3 separate regions of the Mus musculus genome follow, and all the other regions are linked to region 3. Evidence: chromatin contacts called from public HiChIP or PLAC-seq and promoter capture Hi-C data. All regions are on one chromosome and are shown on one strand. Each heading gives the region's core, a stretch centred on a gene start, on an enhancer-like site or on the middle of the called end of the contact. The rest is flanking DNA. Distances are from core to core; before and after follow the strand shown.

Region 1 (4,406 bases), core at 83-2,582, 270 kb after region 3:
GCTGCACCCGCTTCTCAAATTCTAGGATTATAGGCTTCTTTTATCCCATTAGACTCTGATACTTTTATATTTATAAAAAAAAGTCCACAGCAGCTGGGTGTGGTGGCACACTGCTTTAATCTATCAGCACTTGGGAGGCAGAGGCAGGCAGATGTCTGTGGGTTCAAAGCCAGCCTTGTCTACAGAGTGAATTTCAGACAGCCAGGACTCTGTAGGAAGATACTATTAAAAAAAAAAAAAGGAAAGAAAGAAAGAAAAAGAATTATTGTGATTGTGTGCAAAATAAATGAATTCATATGGGATTTTAAAATTAAATTCAGAAGTAGAATGTGTGTGTGTGTGTATGTATGTATCCTTGTGTACATATATGTGTACATGTACATATGCCATGACACAGATGTCAAGGTCAAAGAATAACTTCTCCTTCTACCCTATGGGTCCTGGAACTCAGATTGTCAGTCTTGGCAGCAAGCACCTTTACCTACTGTGCTATCTCACCAGCCCATACACTGAGTTGTTTTGCAAGGCACAGAGGAATTGAAATGTTCTTATTCAGGGTGAGCAGTATGTATGGCGAGCAGGTCAGTGGCCTGGGATGCTGACCCAGCAGCTGAAGCCGCTGCTTAAGGCCAGCTCGGGCTACGGAGTGAGTTCAAAGCCTGGATGCAGTGTAAGGAGCTCCTAGCTCAGACGTGAGACAAGGGAGAAGGTCCCAATGTAGCTCCATGTAGCACGTTTGCCTGGTACCCCCGCCCCCAAGGCTCTGCAATCAACTCAAGGTCACAGACACTTGCCCACACCTGGCCCAGTCTTTGCCATCAGAAGTCTGGGGTGCAGTGATTGGACCGCCTGGGCTCACACATTCATCTGCAGCAGGCATTTGATTATAATTCCCAGGAGACCATGTGATGGCCTTCGGCCTTTGAAAGGACCGGCATGGACGCAAGACATTCCCAGACCAAGCACTCAGCACAAATGAGATTTATTTCCCCAGACCAGCAAGCAGGGGGTGAGGGGTGGGAGAGGTTATAAAAGTAGCAGCAGCAGCAACAGAAAGAAAAACAAGCAGACAAGAGAAGCAAGAGAGGGTGTTTCTGTGGGAGTGGGGGGTTTAAGGGATGTGTGTGGAGGGAGGGGGGAAATGTGTCTGCTAGGGTGGGTTGGTATATCCTGACTGAGCATATTAGCCACAAAATGAGTTTTGATAGTTGGACTTTGGTGTTTTGTCTTAGGAATGAATCAGTGACCAAATAAGGGAATAGCTTGAGGGCCAGCTTTAGGAATGTAATGGTTGTTAAGCAAGAGAGAGGAAACCGGGGTAAAAGGTCAAAACCTGTCTGCAGTGTTTGCTCTGCTGGGGGGAGGGGCTGGGTTTGCCTTGCGTGCTTATCTCTGCTAGAGCCCCTTCAGCTTTAGTGTCAGCGACTGATACGGCTGCTTGTCTGTCTCCTCCTCCAAGGCACGAGTCTCCCTGGCCGGGGTGGAGGAGCAACTCCGAGGGCAGCTGTCCCTTCCCTGGAGCAGGGTTTCTGAGGCCACAGGCTCATCTTCCAATACCCCGGAGGAAACAGATGACGTTGACAATTCCAGCCTCAGCGTCCCTTCTTTGGTTATGATGGCATCGTGCCCAGGGGCTGCCTCCTCTCCACTCTTCACGGGACATGGAGCAGCACAGCCATCCACCAGTGGGAGACAGGAGGCTGACTCCTCGTCAGAGGCTTGCACAGGCCCACAGACACCCCAGAACGGTAAGCTTGGGAGGGTGAGGTGCCCATGCTGAATCACTCCTGTGACCCTAACTTAGGCCATCCCTCCTCTCTTTTCCTAATTCATGGTTTTTGTTAGTAATTCAGGCATTCACTGCACAGTGGACACACAGAGAGGAAGTTCAGCACACCAGTGACTATTGTTTCCGACCACTCTCCTGCCTCTTAGACTTTCACACCTCCATCTTTGTACTGCGCCTTGGTCATACCTACTTCCCATTTGCTAGGACAGCTGTGTGGCGGTCCTCAGCTTTGTTCCACGCATGTCTCTGGCTCACTACTTCTTTTTTTTTATTTTATTTTGGTTTTTCAAGACAGGGTTTCTCTGTATAGCCCTGGCTGTCCTGGAACTCACTTTGTAGACCAGGCTGGCCTCGAACTCAGAAATCCGCCTGTTTCTGCCTCCCAAGTGCTGGGATTAAAGGTGTGCGCCACTACGCCCCGCTCTCACTACTTCTTCTTCCAGGATCCAGAGAGAGAGTGATATTTACTGAATTTTTTTAAGTTTAAAATCTGATTTTATGTGTATGGGTGTTCTGTCTCTGTGTATATCTGTGGAATGCATATGCACAGTACCTGAAGAGGCAAGACAGCCTGAAACTGGAGTTGCAGATGATTGTGAGCTAACATGTGGGTGCTGGGAATCGAACCTGAGTTCTTTGGACGACCAAGCAGTAAATGTTCTTAACTACTAAGCCATCTTTCCAGTCCCCAGATTTTAATTTTTTTGATGCATTTTTGCAGTACTGGACTGGATGTAGGGCCTCATTTTGTGTGTGTGTGTGTGTATACATATATGTATGTATGTATATATATATATATAATATTATATATTATTTACACACATAATATAGGATATATAATATATAATACTTCTATATATATATAAGTAATCTATTTTTTTTTTTAATTTTGAGAGATCATGTGTCTCGTGTAGCCTAAAATAATATGGACCTTCCTATATAGCTGAGGATGCCCTTGAACTCCTGATCCTCCTGCCTTCACCTCCCAGGTGCTGGGCTCACATGACTGGTAAAATGGCCAGCAGGTTAAAGGTGCTGACATCAAAGCCTGACAACCTGACTATGTATGAACCTGGTTTATCATACGGTAAAAGGAGAAGATTGATGCCCTGACTTCTACAAACACACCTTGTCATGTATGCACATGCCCACGTAGGTATATGTGTGCATGCACACATATACACACAGCAAAGGAAAAAAATAATTAAATAGTTTGAGACAGAGTTTCACCTGGGCTATCTCGTGAACCCTTGTCTATTTATTTTGGGATTGCAGGTATATGTGCCACTATGCCCTTCTAGAGTGGGTTATAAAAACACACTGCTTGGCACATACCTGTTGTACTTAAAACCACTTCTCTGGGCCCAGCAGGACCTTGTGTGGTCCCTCTTGCCTGCCTCTTTTTCCTTGCCAATAACTTCTAAAGACACCCTCCATCACTGGCACTTGGGTCCAAATATGCCAGGCTTCCTAGTGAAATAAAAGTTGAGGCCTTTTTGACGAGGCATCACCAGGCCTTGTGAATGTGACTCACTGGTAGTCTAGACCACTCCACTGGGGAGGAAGGAGAATTTAGAAACTGTTATGACCTAAGCGACAGGCACCATAAAATCATGCCATGTGACAGATCTCACATGGCCCAATGTGCCAGAGCAGCTCCCCAGGGATGCTCTTGTCCTGTCTCTCAGACTGCTCCAACTGGGCCCGCACACTCCTTCCCCTAGATGGTCCCACAGCCTGGACAGCAGTAAAGCAGCCAGCCCTCCCAGGACTTGGCCAGCATCTCAATTTTCTTAGGGTCCCCTGTTATGACATTGCTCTTGGTCAACAGGAAATAGTTAAAAGAGCACAGTGCCTGACTCCTGCCCAACCATCACCCTTTTCTAGTTCCTCATTTGTAATGAAACGAAAAAGGAGGGATGTTAGCATACAGGTGATTCCACCAGGCTCCTCCCAGGGACCTAGCAACAGTCCTCACGTGCCACTGCAGCCAGGTGCTTCAGGTGCGGGCTGTGTATACAAGGATTGCCCACTATCTAGCTCTTTCTCCTTTCTCTCTCTGTTACCATGTGTTTCTGGACAGTCTCTCCCCCCCCCCCCCCGTTCTACTCGTCTGCTTCTACCCCTTCTCTGGGTCCTCACTCCCCTCCCCTCCCCCAAATAAATCACCTTATACCAGATTTGTTGCTTGGTGTAACTTCTCAGGGGTGTGCTTTGTCATGAGTCCACCGGGTACCCCCTTGACGCATTATATTTCATAACAGAAATAGCTATGATTATTGTTGATGGCCACACTTCTCCCATGACTGTGGGAATATGGGAGCCTCTTTGTGGAAAAGGTGTATATGTGTGGTGGGGATTGGGGGAGCCGGAGTGTTAGAGTGTCTATGGGGGAGGGTGCAGACTTCCCTGCAACGGCATAAGCTATGACATGCTACTTGTATTTGGGCCTGTTTCACAAACTTGGCATGAGACTCTGATAAGGTCTGACTCAGAGAATTTTAACGGCAACACTTGCTGAAGGTACTCTCTTTCTGTTTTCTGCTGAACATCAGCTACAGAGACTTCATGGAAAATTGAGATCAATGAAGCCAAAAGGAGACTGATGGAGAACATC
Region 2 (4,423 bases), core at 267-2,766, 340 kb before region 3:
TAGTAAGGATCTCAAGCAGGAGAGTATAAAACTCGGGTGAGCATGTCTTTAATCTACCTCGATGGAAAATACTCCGAGGCGGATCACAAGCAATAATAACCTGTAGTTTTGCTGCATAAAACCCCAGATGACTACCTATCCTCCCATTTTCCTTATTTGCCCCTATTAAAAAACTTCCCGACAAAACCGAAAATCTGTGGGAAGTCTTGTCCCTCCAATTTTACACCTGTTCAATTCCCCTGCAGGACAACGCCCACACACCAGGTTAGCCTTTAAGCCTGCCCAGAAGACTCCCGCCCATCTTCTAGAAAGACTGGAGTTGCAGATCACGAGGGAAGAGGGGGAAGGGATTCTCCCAGGCCCAGGGCGGTCCTCAGAAGCCAGGAGGCAGCAGAGAACTCCCAGAAAGGTATTGCAACACTCCCCTCCCCCCTCCGGAGAAGGGTGCGGCCTTCTCCCCGCCTACTCCACTGCAGCTCCCTTACTGATAACAACTCAGAGCGACTTTGGGAGAGCAAGTGCTTCCTGCCTCCAAAACAGCCCAACTGAGCCCTCGCTCCTTCCCTCCACTCCCCGGAGTGCGCGATGGAGGTCTGGCTCAGCACGCCCCTCTTGAGGCAACTCAAGTCGGAAACGTGCTTGCACCCGCCCCGCAGCCGCTCAGCCCTACTGCCCGTCCCCGCCCCCAGCGCGCGCTTCCTGCCACGTTGCGCAGGGGCGCGCGGCCAGACTCTGCGGCGCGGGGCCGAGGGGAGGGCCGGAACCTGGGAGCGCCTCCTCGCCGCCCCCGCTGGCCGGCGGATGGACTCAACTTGCACGAACACGAGCCAATGGCAAGGGCCAGTTTTCTGGGCCCCGAGAGCCAATCAGACGACGAGGCCCGGCCGGCGGCGGGTAAAACGACTCCCCCAGAGGAAGGGGAGGGTGGGCGGCCGCTCGCGCGCGAGCTACTTTCGCTGACCCTCCCTCCCCTCCCCCGCCCCGCCAGAGGCCGACCGCGCCCGCACGTCCAGCTCGCCTCACCCCACCTACCTCCCGCCCCACCCAGTGGGCAGAGCGAGGCTGCCGGCGGCTGCGCACTCCGGCTGCCGTTAACTGACAGGCGCCTTACGCCAACCAAAACACGCCATTTGTGTTTTCACACACGGCGGGAGGAAAAGAAGCCAATCAGCGACGAGACGTCGGCCGGAAGCGCTCCTCCGCTGCCCCCCCCCCCCCGAGCCATGGCCGCGTCCGGTGGAGACTTTTCCGCTCCCTTCTCCCTCCCCCTCCGGTTGCTGCAGGGCGGACCGCATTCCTGCCCACCACCCGCTTGCCCCTTCCAGCGTCACGACTCGTACCCGGCTGTCTCACAGAACGGCTCCACCACGCTCGGAGGGCCTGCCGCGGCCGCCCATCCCCGCAAACGCACCAAGCCGCCCTCCCGCCAGAGTCCCGATCCCCTACCTAGCCGAGGCTCTCTGAGGAGCCGGAGCCCCAAAGCACAGCCTCTTCTTTAGGCGGCCCCGGCAGCCTCCGCTGATTGGCGGCGCACCGGCCAATAAGTGTGGGGCGGTGGGCGGAGAGGCCAATGGCGCGGCGGGAGGGGGCGTGTCCCGCGTGCCCCTGGCGCCGGCACTGGGAATCCCCGTGCGGTCAGTGGCGTTTCCGCTCGGGCAGCGGGCTGAGTGAGCTGCCGCCGCTGCCGCCGCTGCCGCCGCCGGGGGAGGGGCGGCCGCCGCCCGCCTGCGCTCAGAGACTCACGCAGCCCTAGTCCCGCCAGTCCGCCAACACAGTAGTGCCGGCCCCCTCCGCCCCTGGCCCTCCCCCTCCCCGCCTCGGGCTCGCTCCGCCTTTTCTGCCCCCCACCCCCACCTCACGGGTACGGGCCATTCCCGGCCAGGAAACGCCGTGGCGCCGCGTTGGGCCTAACTCGAGTCTCGCTGCCTCCCGGGAGTGCCGTGCGCCGCAGCCCGGGCCCAGGCCCCGGCAGCGCCTGGGTCAAGGTAAGGGTCCAACAGAAAAGAGACACCGAACCACACGACCGGGCCCCGGGGGAAAGAAGGGTCACCTCAGTCTCCCTGCGTTCCCTCTCCTCGGGGTCGTGGGCCTGGGCCTCCCCAGCCTGGTAGCAGGAAGATGCTTGCCCTTTTCGTCTTCTCAGCTACCTTTACACACCATTGCACCGCTCTTGCCCAGAGAGAAAGGCTCTCCTTCATCTAGTCGACCCCACTACCTTTTTAATGTCTTCCCTGGGTCAGGACTCTTCCCCTCCCCCTACTCTGGTCTCCCCTTTTTGCCTGGGTATTGCCTACTCCACGTTTATACCCTTTTCAGGAGAGGCCTCCCAACCCTGCTCTCAAAATACACATACTTTTTTTTCTGTCCCTGAGCCCCCCACCTCCCCTGTTCTTGCGGCCTTGTGACAACTCTGGTCGCTCGTGGGGGCCCAGTCCTCCCCTCCATAATCTTCCTGAACGCCTCTCCTCTGGTTTTCCAGTTCCTATCTCAGATGGCTGCTGCTTTTCCCACACCAAAGACATTACCTTCGCCACCCCCACCTCACATTCTTGGACTCCCTGTGGCGTATGCCCCAGTATCCTTGCGATATCCCTGTTGAATTTGTAGGGTTCTAGCCTGGAATTGAGCCAGATTTTGTCGTTTTCCCTGCCTAGGGCGTGGAGAGCGATCTTTTAAGAACGACTCTAAAGAAGAGGGGGAGGGATATGCCCCTATGAATCCGTGCAAGCCAAGATCCTAGGTAAATGGTAGTGGGCAAAAGCCCTGGTTTTAGTAGGTAATCGCTCAGAAGGAAAGTTTTAACTCCTGGGAAAGCCCCTTCTATGCTAATTTATTCTATCGGGCGCCTTTGCCTTTCTCATTCTTAGGAATAAGGATCTTTCTCCTGTGTACTGATGCTGCAGCCCGCCCTGCTGGCCTGGGTCAGGGGTGCGTGGATGACCTGCATTTTCTGCTTTCTCATGTTACTTGTGTAACGTCTTCACCAGCAACTCATTTTTCGCCCAGAGCTCTGGGCTCTGGGTTTTGTCTATACCTGGATTCCTTTTGCCAATTGTTCCTGTGCTCAAAATACTTAAAAAGATTCAGGTTCTCGAATTTCCTCCATACCTTGACTAAATTGTTTTTAGATGACATATTTGTGACCAAGGTCATGTTTACATTACTTCCTTGCTTATATGTTAAATACCTATACTTTTGATTGGGGAGGATCCAGATGGAGGAGGTTCCAGGAGGAGGTTTGTGTGCAGCATATTGAGAGGAAAGTGTTTTGATGGTTAATTTGATATTAATAATGGTTTAGGTCGCTAGGAGGAAAACTTTAAGAGGTTATTTTAGATGTGTGCAATCTGACCTAGGACTAAAGCAGAGAATACTGACATAATTAGAGATTTCTGAGTTTGGAGGACACAGGAATTTCTTTTCCCTGGATTTCTTCCAGTTTTCTCAGGAGGATCATTAGTTCTCTGTCCAAAATTTGTGGCCTGTTATGGGATTAGAGGCTTTAAGGTTATTCAGATTGTCATGTGTAGAATATTGAGTTATGTTCTTTGGTAGGACATGACCCAAGGCTCTTGTTCCTAGCTGTAAATTTAAATATGATTGCTGAATGTTTGGAAAATTGACCTTTTTAAAACTAAAACTTAATGCTTATATCCACATTGCTGGTTTAATTAAAACGAATATTTGGAATTTGGTATTTGTTGATTTTCAAATCAAAGACCTCAATTTAAAAGTGACCTTAGGATTGTTCCTTTCTAAAAGCATAGTTCCAATCCTTCCAGCATGGAGCACTTGTTCCCCCCCCCCCCCAAAAAAAAGTGTGTTAAGAAGTGGGGGTGGGGTAAAGAAAAGGTTGCTCCTGTGTTGGATCACAGGAGTGAGTATACAAGGCGGCAGCAGCTGCTGGCTCTGGAGCTCTGGTTGCTACGTGAGAAGCTTGAGTAGTGCTGGCTGCTGTCTCCAGGGAAGGACAGCAGTGCAGCGTCCATTAATGCTGTTGGCTGCAGGGAACTGCACTTAGTGATGGCTGCTCAGGCTGGAAAGAAACCTTGCTTGCTTTCCTGGGAAATTGTACTGCTGAGCTGCTTTGCTTTTTGCTAGTGAAGAGACCAGAATTAGCAATTCATAACTGTATCCATTTATGGATATCAGCATCTGAAAACTGGATCAAAGTTAAAGACTTGGGGTTTTTTGTTTGAGGAGGGGTTGGAAGCTTTTTGTTACTATCTGAGGTTTTACCCTTCACAGGACTTAAAGTTCATTAGTGTTTTGATCTTTTTTAACCCCTAAAAAACCTAAAAATAGTAATGTGGGTAATAGGGTGAGGAGGATCTTTGTTTTGTTTTCCCAGTGCAAGTGACATGAATTCCTCCATCTTTTAATTGCTTGAGTCATTTCAGATTTGTATTTGTCTCTCCGTATT
Region 3 (4,269 bases), core at 1,251-3,750:
CATGGAAACGGCTGAGGGTCCTTTTGACACCTTCCTGGATGTCCTTTCGAGATGGGGACATCACTGGGACTGCCTAGGGTACCAGTCAAGAATGACTTAACACATCCCTAGGACTTTGTTGAGCACCACCCCCCACCCCCTGCTGCCAGTTGCCAGTTGATGTAGGACAGGGCCTCCACAATGGCAGCAGCCATTTGCCTGTTAGGAGACAGCAAAACTAGCCACCCCAGGTGCACAGCCTGGACTCCTCTGTAAGGCAAAAACCGAAGGGACACCACTTCCCTGGTGGTCTCTGACTTACAAGATCAACGTCATTCATTTGTTCCATCTTCAGAGGCATGCAGACTGTCCCCTCTGAAGGCTCAGGGATGCCATCAGTGACAGCACTAAGAAAGGGAAAGGAGGTCTCAGAGCAGCCTGGTGGGACCTTCCCTCAGTCCTGGGAGTGACCCTGCACCTCTCACCAGTAGGTGGCTGTGGGTCTCTGTGCTCTCCTTGAGTGGATAAAGAACTTCTGCAGGCGGCTTGCTGTCTGGGGACAGCTGGAGAGGAGCACAAGTCCGGAGGCCTCCCTGGAAGAAGGGGACAAATCACATAAAGCCTCTTGGTCTTGAAAACGAGCTCTAGATGGCTGCTCTTGCAGAGGACCAGCATTGAGCACCCGCATGGTGGCTCACAACTATCTGCGATTCCAATTCGAGATCAGATGCCGCCTTCTGGCCTCTGAGGGCACCAGATACACACTGTGGTGCATAGACATACATGCAGGCTAAACACACTATACACAATAAGGATAACCCCCATCCCCAACTAAAGGCTGGACAGAAACACCAGGACTAGAATCCAGACCTGAGAAACAAGTCATAAGGCCTTTTCTCTCTCCCTCAAGAGAGAGAGCCGAATGCGCTAAGAGTTAACACCAATGTCCAGGGCCTACCATGTATCAGGCATTTGAATAAGACTTTTACTTACAGTGGGTGTAACATACACCCCACACTATCACTTACTTCCCAGGTGCTCGCACAACCTGGAGCTCCTGGTGTTCGAGCCCCAGGGCCTGGCTCAGCTGCGGCAGCACAGATAGCAGCGTCAGCTCTCCTGGTCTCCCTGGGAGGGAAGAGGACAAGCTGCCAGCGTGCCATCCAACCATCTCTACCCCAGCCTTGCCCTCCTCCCTGCCCATGCCCATACCTGTCACAGGCAGACCCTGTGGCTTGTTCAGTGTCACCAGAGGTCCTGAAACAGTTCATGGATGTCAGCAAAAGCAGGGAAGCATGTCTGCATGCAGCCTCGGGGGTGGGGTTGGGGGTGGGGGTTATACAATCCAACCCCACTTTAAATAGCACTTCCTAATCCCTGTACCTCGGAGCCTTCATACCTGCAGTTCCAGGCTTCCATTCCCATTGGCTCCAACATACCTCAGTATAATGTGTGCCCCTCCTACAGTCCTTGACTGTTGCGGGTGGAGGGGGGCTCAAACACCAAGTCAGCCTCAAATTCACTACACAGCTAAGTCTGGTCCTGAACTCCTGATTCTCCTTGCCTCTACCTCCCAAGTTCTGGAATTACAAGTGTGGTTACCACGCCAGCAGCGATTGCTCAGTAATTCTCACATTAGGACGCTGGATCTCGCAAGGCAGGGGCCATATTTATCCCAGAACTGTGAAGCCCCTCACTGCTACATGAACATACAGTCGTGAAGCAACATGTGGGTGCTGACTGCTGGTCCTCTCTGCAAGAGCAGCCATCTAGCCCTCTTATGAAACCAAGAGGCATGCCGCTTACAGAGGCCAGCTATAACTAACCCCAAAGCTTTTTCTGATAGTTAACTTCTGTTACAGCTGCTCTCAGAACACAGGGAGGAGTGAGGTATACACCTCTCCTCGTGATGGTGAGGCTAGGAAGAATGTGACTGCTGGCCTGGCTCCTGCAGCAACAGGGGAGGCACAGGAGCAGCAGGCTCCCCTCACCTTTCTGATCCACCACAGCTGCCCTCAGGACATGAGCCAGCTCCTCCAGGCCGAGGTTCTCCGTCCTCAGCAGCCCCGGGAAGGGCTGGTCCTCGACTAGGTCCTTGTGCTTGCTGGAGCGGTGAGGTTGAGACGGACGCCTGAGAAACATGGTAGAAGCCTGTACCTCCCTCCCTTGCTCACCCTGCCTAGTCCAGCCTCTTCTTAGAACTCCCGGGCTCAGCAGACAGGAGTCCACCTACCCCCCAAGACTTTACCAAAGAGGCACCAAGGCTCAAAGGTCCAATGACCTAGTGCCGGGTCTCACAACATAGTCCGGCTTAGAACCAAGTACTGATCTGAATTTCATGCCTGCCCTCTCCTTGATCTAGTCTCTCCCCATACACGGAAGTGGAGTGTTATAATCACCGGGCCTCGGTGCCGAAGCCGGCATCCCTCTGCCGTGCGCAAGACCCCAGCTCCGGCCGCCAGATCATAGAGACATAACGCAAAACTCTCAGGGCTCCCATTGCCGGGGACCAAGCACAGTACGCATGCGTGTCCACGGACAGCTCAACCCCACCTCCCGTACATCCTCCGTGCGTAGATTGGTCAGGCAGGCTGTCAATCAAGGCAGAGGGCGCTCAGACGAGCGAGAATCCGGGCTTTGCCTCCCCTGTAGAAGAAAAAGTGCCATTTAGGGTTCTGGCTTTTGGGAAAACTGAGGCACGAGGCGGGTTATTTACTCAAAGTAGAGGACGTGTCTTAGAATAAAAAGGGTCGAGAAGACTGTCGTTTCAATTTTGGGGAACCTTAATCTGAAACCCTCCCTTGTAAAACCGAGGGAGAAGAAAGGTGAAGACCGGTATGCAGCCTTTCGGTCAGTACACCTGTCTGAAATTGTAACAGCCTGTGACATAAAAGGTCCCAAAGCTGTGGCTCAGGTGGTAGAGAGGCTACACAAGGTCCTGGGTTCAATTCCCAGCACCGTGTATGTAGGTCACAAAGAACAAGATCACAGATACTGGGTTGGAGACCAGCCTGGGAGATGCGCAAGGCCCCTCTATGAAAAGAAAATCAAGGTAGGCTGGGTGTGGTGGCGCATGCCTGGAACAGAGGCAAGTAGTTAGCTGAGTTTGAGACAAGCCTGGTCTACACAAAGAAAACCAGTCTAAAAAGAAAAAGAAAGAAAAAGAAACGAAAGCTGTGAGTTCCACCCTGGCCAGTATGTCTCAAAAACAAAATACACGGGCGTAAAATGAAACAAAATGGAGACTGGTTAAGATTGCCTGTTGTTGCCGGGCATGGTGGTGCACGCCTTTAATCCCAGCACTCAGGATGCAGAGGCAGGCGGATTTCTGAGTTCGAGGCCAGCCTGGGCTACAAAATGAGTTCCAGGACAGTCAGAGCTATACAGAGAAACCCTGTCTCAAAAAAACAAAACAAAACAGAACAAACAACAGGATTGCCTGTTGTTTTCAGCACCCACAGCCTTGGACTCAAAACCTCCTTTAACACCTGTCCAAACACACAGACATATGTACATAATTAGCAATAAAATAGACCAGACCTTTAATTCCAGTATCGGTCTACATAACCCTGTCTCAAAAAAAAATACAAAAGATAGTAACAATTTTATGCGCATAATAAAAACAGTGAAATAGAAATAATGACTGAAAATAAAAAGAAAGTCTCTTTTTGTTTGTTTGTTTTGTTTTTCGAGACAGGGTTTCTCTGTATATCCCTGGCTGTTCTGGAACTCACTTTGTAGACCAGATTAGACTGGCTTCGAACTCAGAAATCCGCCTGCCTCTGCCTCCCAAGTGCTGGGATTAAAGGCATGTGCCACCAGGCCTGGCGAAAGTGTCTCTTTTTAAAAAGCAGTGGGGTATAGTGGCACACACCTTTAATCCCACCACCGAGGCAAGAGCAAGAGGATCTGTCACCAAGCTCCCAGGCCTGAGAGCCTTCCTGAAAGGACTCCAGTACTAGCCTGTGGATTCTGGTGGGGGAATCAGAGGGGTGCGATGCTCCTTCCCTCCCTTCATTTAGAGGGGGAGGCTGCCTCCTGCACAGCTCTCACCCCAGGTGTGACCTCCCAAGTTCAGCTGGGAGAAAGTTAACCTCCAAATTCATATCAATGGTATTTGGAGACCAGCGTGATTAGTGTTAGACAAGAATGTGAAGGGGGTGTTCCCCATGATGGCTTAGCTTTCTAGGGAGGAGAGGAGAGAAAAGAAACCCTCTCCCTCAATGTGGGTCTGCTCCCTCCATGTTAGGGTGCACCAGAAAGGGCCCTACATATGCTAGGTACATGCTG

The links. Promoter capture Hi-C pulls out the DNA fragments that hold promoters and counts their contacts. HiChIP or PLAC-seq counts read pairs in DNA pulled down with a chosen protein or histone mark.
Region 1: a contact with region 3 is called in an H3K27ac HiChIP or PLAC-seq map of embryonic stem cells, with 4 times the contacts expected there. The contact joins the enhancer-like site here to the promoter of Rpusd3 in region 3. A contact is called at or near these places in 4 of 484 Hi-C or Micro-C datasets (the G1E-ER4 cell line, liver, muscle stem cells and 1 more), 9 of 115 datasets of contacts at active chromatin or transcription factors (effector CD8 T cells, embryonic stem cells, extraembryonic endoderm stem cells and 3 more) and 3 of 9 other capture datasets (adipose tissue, embryonic stem cells and liver).
Region 2: a contact with region 3 is called in a promoter capture Hi-C map of pre-B cells. The contact joins the promoter of Gt(ROSA)26Sor here to the promoter of Rpusd3 in region 3. A contact is called at or near these places in 5 of 39 promoter capture datasets (erythroid cells, frontonasal cranial neural crest, hippocampal neurons and 2 more), 7 of 115 datasets of contacts at active chromatin or transcription factors (the SCID.adh cell line, astrocytes, bone marrow-derived macrophages and 4 more) and 3 of 9 other capture datasets (adipose tissue, liver and pancreatic islet).

The regions. Positions count from the first base shown.
Region 1 is chr6:113,689,324-113,693,729 of GRCm38.p6, forward strand. It overlaps Irak2 (interleukin-1 receptor-associated kinase 2), which reads left to right. Exons shown (of 13, transcript NM_172161.4): 12 at 1,460-1,748; 13 at 4,345-4,406. Among named protein-coding and RNA genes, the nearest start is that of Tatdn2, 5.5 kb to the right of the region's middle. Within about 2 kb of position 1,333, at least 224 of the 459 cell types and tissues checked have an H3K27ac peak or open chromatin away from gene starts, as enhancers often do. A contact at or near this core is called in the G1E-ER4 cell line, adipose tissue, embryonic stem cells and 6 more, where this site is marked.
Region 2 is chr6:113,075,728-113,080,150 of GRCm38.p6, forward strand. It overlaps Gt(ROSA)26Sor (gene trap ROSA 26, Philippe Soriano), which reads right to left and starts at 1,517. Exons shown (of 3, transcript NR_027010.1): 1 at 1,447-1,517. Setd5 (SET domain containing 5) reads left to right here and starts at 1,912. Exons shown (of 22, transcript NM_028385.1): 1 at 1,912-1,985.
Region 3 is chr6:113,416,840-113,421,108 of GRCm38.p6, forward strand. It overlaps Rpusd3 (RNA pseudouridylate synthase domain containing 3), which reads right to left and starts at 2,501. Exons shown (of 9, transcript NM_001033204.1): 1 at 2,379-2,501; 2 at 1,971-2,110; 3 at 1,192-1,236; 4 at 1,008-1,107; 5 at 465-572; 6 at 302-386; 7 at 1-73. The coding sequence starts at 2,479.